Regions from separate parts of the Mus musculus genome. Here region 2 is linked to region 1. A link is a contact called in public HiChIP or PLAC-seq data. All regions are on one chromosome and are shown on one strand. The core of a region is the stretch at or near the end of the contact, and the rest is flanking DNA. Distances in the headings are between cores, read along the strand shown. Region 1 overlaps Kif1b (kinesin family member 1B). Region 2 overlaps Ube4b (ubiquitination factor E4B).

What was found. HiChIP or PLAC-seq counts read pairs in DNA pulled down with a chosen protein or histone mark.
Region 2: a contact with region 1 is called in an H3K27ac HiChIP or PLAC-seq map of extraembryonic endoderm stem cells. The contact joins two enhancer-like sites. A contact is called at or near these places in 2 of 484 Hi-C or Micro-C datasets (liver and nephron progenitors), 2 of 115 datasets of contacts at active chromatin or transcription factors (extraembryonic endoderm stem cells and trophoblast stem cells) and 3 of 9 other capture datasets (adipose tissue, embryonic stem cells and pancreatic islet).

The regions. Positions count from the first base shown.
Region 1 is chr4:149,178,387-149,182,204 of GRCm38.p6, forward strand. It overlaps Kif1b (kinesin family member 1B), which reads right to left. Exons shown (of 49, transcript NM_001290995.1): 47 at 3,423-3,615; 48 at 3,098-3,216; 49 at 1-2,424. The coding sequence ends at 2,382. Among named protein-coding and RNA genes, the nearest start is that of Pgd, 14 kb to the left of the region's middle. Within about 2 kb of position 1,490, at least 51 of the 459 cell types and tissues checked have an H3K27ac peak or open chromatin away from gene starts, as enhancers often do. A contact at or near this core is called in extraembryonic endoderm stem cells, where this site is marked.
Region 2 is chr4:149,401,535-149,405,079 of GRCm38.p6, forward strand. All of the region lies in intron 1 of Ube4b (ubiquitination factor E4B), which reads right to left. Among named protein-coding and RNA genes, the nearest start is that of Ube4b, 23 kb to the right of the region's middle. Within about 2 kb of position 1,682, at least 70 of the 459 cell types and tissues checked have an H3K27ac peak or open chromatin away from gene starts, as enhancers often do. A contact at or near this core is called in extraembryonic endoderm stem cells, where this site is marked.

The DNA.
Region 1 (3,818 bases), core at 240-2,739:
AACATTTGATATTTGCAAAGCAAAGACTTTCTAAACCAGTTTTGTTTGAGTTAAAAGAAAACAAGTTATCTCAGGGTTTAGTGTGCCGCACACTGCCACCCTCCCCCAGGCGTCACACCTCTCGGCACAGACATGGATCCTTCTGCCTACCTTCCTAACAGCAGCAACATCAGTGATTCAGTTTAAAAGCGACCTTTGATCTTCGTTTCCCTGAAATTAGATTTAGTTCCGGTCCAGGAAACTGTCTACAGGCATAGACAGAGTCTGCTGAATTTGAGTATACACCAGAAGGACATGCTGTGTCCATTAGACAACAGAGACTTCTAACTACATTAAAAATCTCATAGATATGTTTAGAAAACAAGTAACATTACAGTTAGTAACCTATACTTTAAGGAGAGAAAGAAAGTTTTAAAAATCCACCAGAGCTGAGCATCTTTTAGATAAGAACAGTCTGATTTCTGCCTTTTCCTTTCTTTTCTTTTGCTTTCTTTCCTTTCCTTTCCTTTTCTCCATGGTCCACTTTTCCTTTCTTTGCAAGGCAACTGTAACAAAGGAAGCTGGGAGTCCTGTTCTTCAGAGAGAAGCAAGGGGCTGCATGCTCGCCTCCCTAGTGGCTGCTCTGCAGTGGAGATGGGCTCTCCACCAGAAGGAAATCCATTCCTTCTCTACCCTCAGGTAGCCAGGAGCCTTCGCAGACTGGAGGTGAGCAGATGCCTTCCTGTGTGCGTGAGTGATGCTGAAACAGGCTGGCAAGGCCAGGAAACAGCAGTGTGAATGCTCCCCAAGTCACTGGCACAGCAACTCAAGTAGCCCCAGCGGGCATTCTGTGCCCCACTCAGTCCCCGACACTTACTGGCCGGTGGAGGAAGAGCGTTATTTTCTATAACCTCTTAAACCCGGAGGCCTGGTTTGTTAGAAGCCACAGAAACTGGTAGCAGGGAAATTCTTCCTAAGGGAGTATTTCCAAACCAGATGAGGACAGTGGGGGAAGGGGGCATGTCACAGAGGAGGCATTTCACAATCCAGTAGCAAACTGCTGGGAGACAATCTTTTTCGACTCTAAATGCCTTCTGATTTGTTTGGAGTGGTGGTAAGGACTGGTCAGTTCTGGCATCCAGAAAACAATGCCATGTTTGTTCATATGGAGACGAGAACTACTGGAAATGGCCACTGGATTTAGATGGAGACCTCAAGATTTATGCTGAAGCTACAAGTCTTTGATCAAAGGGAGCGACAACAATCACAAGCTGCACTCAGCACTCTCAAAGCAACAATGGTCCATATCACCAGAAAGTCAAACACTCCCCAGTCCCTCTTGTGGGAAATCTGTTCATGACATCACCTAATTCCAAACAGTGACACTGAGACTAGAGTTGGGAAACTCCTAGACAAACGCTCCTTCCCAGGGAGGAGACAAGCCTGCTGGACCCTGCTGTAAGGAGCTACAGTCACCCTTGTGACCCACTGCCCAATCTACTGCAGCAGCCCGAGTCTTAAAGGGCTAGCAGCAGCCTCTGTTGCAGGCCAATCACAAGGCCCCTCTGCATCTTCCACTCTATACATCCATGCTCCGAGCCCTGATTTAGACAGAGAATTTAAATCCCATTTCTGAGCTTCCCACAGTGCTTTCCCTGAATGGAAACACATGGATTAGCCACCAAAGAGAAAGAGAAAGAGAGACAGAGACAGACAGACACACACACACACACATACAGAGAAAGAGAGAGAGTCAGAGACAGACACAGAGAGAGACAGACAGACACCAGACACACACACAAATAGACAGAGACAGACACTGAGAGAAAAAGAGACAGAGAGAGAGAGAGAGAGAGAAGAGAGAGAGAGAGGAAGAGAGAGAGAGAGAGAGAAACAAGTTAACAAGTTTTCTTCTCCTGGCTGACAATACCAAATGTCTCCTCCCTTAGTCTCTAAACCACCCAGAAAAAAGAAGATTATCATAAACAAAGGGGAAAGAAAAAGAGAGACAGAGAAGTTACCCTGAAAACCAGAGCTACGGAGACAACAGTCGGACAGTGACCGTGAAGGGGACCTAACATCCAAAGGAAGCTGAAGCACACAGGAGAATCATTTGGAGATGTGCTGGGTCCCCTCGGGTGTGGGTGAGTGTGAGTGTGAGTGTGTATGGACGTGTAGTGGTTTTGTTCCCCTTGTTAGGCCACATGCTACAAGTCTTAGCACAAGAATAAGAAGAGTCAGAGCCATGGAGAGGGAACAGAGAGCTAGAGAAGTGCAGGGTGAGGAGGGAAAAGTCGTTAAGCCACAGGATTACATACAAGAATAACTGTCAAGAATCACAAAGAGAATGAGAGGTAACACTTTCTTTATCTGTCGAAGGTGAGCAAGGCTCAGGAGAACGCTCAGTACTTTGGCTGGCTCGGGCATCTGCGAGAGAGTTTTGACCTATGAGAAAAACAGGAGGCAGCGTTAGAAGAGTGGATGCTGGTCTCTCCCAGCCGATTCTGCAGGCCAGGCTTCTACGCTCCTAAACAAATGGCTGGACCAGCAGTTCTCAACTCGAGACCCCTTTGGGGGTTGAATACCCTTTTCACAGGGGTCGCAGAGCAGATAGCCTGCAGAGCACATATGGACATTATGACTCCTAACAGTAGCCCAGGGACAGCTATGAGGTCTTTCCTACGCTGGGGACTCTGTGAGATGCGCTCCTCTCACACAGCCTGAACTATGGGAGTCCATTAAAGCACTGTTTCTCCTTTACTCGGTGCTCTGGGCCTTCTGCAGACCTCCTGAAAACTGAAACCTAAAGGAGATGAAGGATAGGACCGGTGGTGTCCTTACGGCTGAGGACGCACGACACTGCACTGGAAGCAGGGCACTCGTCTCACCCTGTAACTCATCATCGTACCCTTGCCTTCCTTTCCATTTTCATCCCAGTTAGAACGACACATCTTTCCTACTCATGTAAATGTGAGAAAGAGCTTTCACGAGCCAGGCATGGTAGTGCACACCTGTAAACCCAGTCCTTGGGATGAGGTGGAGAACTTAGAATCTGGCTTGGGCTATACAGTGAGACTGTCTCAGCATGAGGAAATGAAGCAAAAGAACAGTATCTGACCTTATTGTGCCAGCCAGAAGTGGGTTAAAGGCATATAACCAGTCATTCATGTCTTTGTCATTGAGAGCTTGCAGAAGGACCCCACGGTGCTTTGTGCATACAGCAAAAGTATTAGGTGTCTGGGAAGAGACATTAGGTAGAAGAAAGTTATTGGAGAGAATGAACAGTTAGGAACATCTTGCCAAATTCACAGGGTGCACAGCACTTCACACCGAAAGTTCATGCAACCCAGATATAAACTAGGATCCATGCCACAGACTAGAACGCCAGACTCAAAAGGGAAGAACACAGGGAGCATCAGACAGCCAAGTCAGGAGAGACTGACCTTCACCATGGCCTGCTGGTCCTCGCTGTACTCCACCTGTGCTGTAGACAGGTTAATGATGCCACGCTCTACTGGGTCTTTGTCACTGTTATAGATGAAGACGTAAGGGCGACGAACCACAACGAAATGTTTAGCCCAGTTACTGGAAAGTGGCTCTTTGAAATGCAGGTATCCTTTCTTAGATACCACTGATCTGAAAGGACATTGTAAAAGAAGTCAGTTTCTCCTAAAGTAAACAGTAGTAAGCTGAGATCGACCCATCGATACATGCTTCCACTAGGCGAGCCCTCAGATGCACCAGGACAGGAAAATGATCCAGTTGGCCTAGATCATCACTGGTCACATCAGCACAATGTGCTAGGCCCAGATGCCCACCGCACACGGCAGCACAGCCCT
Region 2 (3,545 bases), core at 432-2,931, 220 kb after region 1:
ACCTGAGCATGGGGCGTGCCACACTCTTAGCAAGCACTCAGCTCTCAGGTTGACAGCTCCAGCTCAAGGTATGATTTTCTTTGAAAACTAAGAGATAAAATCTGCATCATGAAATTTAAGTGTGCCAAGTTTTGATGTACGACGGAGCTGGGGAGCTGGCTCGGCGGCTGGGAATGCAGCCTGTGCTTAGATGGGACTTGAATTCGGTTCCCTGCATGCACGATGGATGACTCACAACTGTCTGCAACTCCAGGCCCAAGGGATTCCCCCTCATCGGCCTCCTCTGACACTGCACACTTGCCAAAAGCACACAAACAAACACCCATAATTAAAAATAAAAATAACTCTTTAAAGTTTCCATTGTATCTTATTATTGTGTGCATATGGGTGTTGTGCCCACACGCTACATCCATGCACCACATAACCCACAGAGAGTCCTTAGAGGCCAGAGAGCGATCTGCTGAGACTATAGCTACAGATCTTCATGTGGATGCTGGGACTGAACCCAGATCCTCTGGAAGAGATCTACTGACCTTACCACAGAGCTATCGCTCTAGCCTGAAATAAAAATAAATGTTCTTTTTAAAATTTTTAATGACATTACTGAAAACACTTATATAAATACTAATATGAACAGCCCCCATTCTCAAAGATTCCCTGATTTTCTTTAGTGATTCCTGCATATTCTAGTTTTCAAACACAGATATCTTCTTGTATTTTTGTCACTTTTGCATCTGGCTTTACACCACCAGTATTTTCAGTACTTAGGACTACATTTCTTCAGAGCACACTAACACTGCAGCTTTCTGCCATATCTGCCCACTGCTTTGTAGCCTTGGCTGTTGGCACTGCACTGTGCTTGCTAATGACTCCACTAAAGGGCTGGGCATACCCAAAATCAGGGGTTTGGTTTGGCTTGGTGTCTGAAGACAGGGTCTCACATAGTCCGGCTGACCACACACTCATTATCTAACTAAGGCTGGTCTTGAACTTCTGATCCTACTGTCTCCACTTCCCAAGTTCTGAGAATAAAAGCATGTGTGACCATGCGTCAATATGCGGCTCAAAAAATAAGACATTTTAAGTTGCTGCGGCCAGGGGGTGATGATGGAGTGCACCTTTAATCCCAGCACGTAGGAGGCAGAGACAGACAGATCTCTGCTGAGTCTTGAGGCCAGCCTGGGCTACAGTTCGTTCTAGGATAGCTAGGACTACACAAAGAAACAAAGAGCCCTCACTGCTCCTGGACACTCATGTATGGGGGATTATAACCAGGTATAATTCCAGCTCCAGGGATCCAACAACCTCTTCTGTCCTCAGAGGACATCTGCACAGTCCCCCTACACCCCTAACACACACACACACACACACACACACACAAACACGCACAGAGAGGGAGGGAGGGAGGGAGGGAGAGGGAGGAAGTAGCCAGTCCCAGCATTCCAAGTATTACTAAATTCCTTTTCTTTACTCAACCTACTTTTTATGGCTGGTTATCTCAAGTTAAACCTAGGTTCTTTTTAAAAGATTTCCTTTTCCATTTGTCACAGATCAAAAATGGAAAAGCATGAAACAGAAACAGCTGTGGCAGTTCCATGGCCACGGCTGTGCCCCGCCCCAGACCCTAAACAGGAGCCACATTCTGCCCGTCTCAGGTCACATTTTTAGCTGACACTACAACAGGGTTTCCCCTAATGGCTCTCCTGATGCTGTAGGTCCCACCCCCTCCTCCGGATTTACCCACACTAGACTCAAGGCAGGGAAAGCCCCAGGGCAGGGCAGATCAAACTGCTCCTCTTAGTTTTAGCTCGTTGTGGGGGTCGGGAGGGTCCACAAAATACTGCTTTAAATTTAATAAAATACAGTCTGCAAAAATCCTTATTTCCAACTAAAATTTTACAAAGTAAATAAATTCCAACACACAGACAGACATCACTCACAACTTCTAGTCTTTAGGATGTTCTCCTAAAGATAGTCTACACATTTTTCAGTCACACGAGACCTCCCAGATCTCAGCAACAACCTACCCCTGTTCCTACGAAGAGGAAGGGGATGGGACAGGGACGACGGACAGATGGTAATCTTTCTACTTACAATGTCACTTCTGGAGGCTCTTGGTGATCCTGACACAAAGGAGTAAGTGAATAATTAACTGAGGTAGCCCTCTGCTTCCCATGGGCCAGATGCAGCTCTATAGCCCATGTGTAAGCTCAGTTAACAACCCAGGGGTCCGCACACTCCACTACCATTTTACAAGTGAGGAAACCACCTCCAGTGAAGTGACTTGCTCAGCAACACAGCTCAGGGGACACAGTGCAGGGTTTGAAGCTGGACTGTGACTTCCCACACATCACCTGTCTCCACACAAGACATTCCTACGGTGACAAGGTGGCACTGCCGCTGACTAGTTTAAGAAGTCAGCTTTGTACAGACTGCTGGTGTCGGACACTGCCTCAACCCTCTGATCAGCAACACTGAACATACTGACCTCTCTGGTGAGGGGTGCACAGTGGAGCACAGAACATCCACCCGGTGTTCTGGCTACAATAGGACAGGAGCATCCTGTCCTACCACGAATTCCTTGTGGCATGTCGATAAGTGCCTACTGTGTGCCACAAAGTTGAAGAAGATGTTCCACTTGAGTCCTAATTCCTACCCTCAAAGTCCTCTAAATAGACCAGGAAAGGAAAAGCAAAGGGGCAGTCAGGACACAAGGTCAGGAGGGCATGGGATGAGGGCAGAGGCAGTATGGGAAGGGAGCACACGGACGCGTGCCTGTGTCACAGCCTCACAGGGAGACCAGCCCACGGAGAGCTCAGCATCCTGTATCCTCACCAGGAATAATACAAAAGTAGGGTGCGCTGTGTTCACTTTGATGTCTTCTTTTTTTTTCCTCTCTAAGATTTATATTTATTTTTTGTGGGTCTGTGTGAACCTTTCACAAGCATGTATATACAGGTGCCCATGAAGCAGACCTCGAGGCCAGGGGTTACAGGCAGCTGTGAACCCTCTTATCCGGGACTCTGGAATAGCAGTGACACCTCTTACAGACTGAGCCGTCTCTCCTGCCTCACATCCATGGCTTTTAAAACTAAGTGTGTTTCTATGCTTTTCAGGGTTTACAGTAGACTTGTAGAAGCTGAACTAAAAATCCAGTTGCTACAAGACATGCACCGATTTCCTCTGTATCCACACTACTGCTAGTGCAAATCTCATACTACACCTCTAAAACCTGCAAACACTTGCTGTCACCCTGTTCCACCCCACCTTCCCTCCAAGACCAGGTGACAGGGCGGAGACATAACTAACTCCAAACCCTACCTAACCGGGAAGTGATGCTTGGAACTGCCTGCCACAGGCTGCGCACAGCACATGGGGAAGAGGACTAATCCCCCTCTTCTGACACGCTCCTGTCCACATAACTGCTCTGCAGCCCACCCTGCTCCTTCTGGTCCTGTCTCGCTTGTTAATGAGACCTTCAGCACCACCGCCCAGTCCCCACATCTCTATGGCGACCAAACCTGCAAACAGTTCAGCACAAGCCA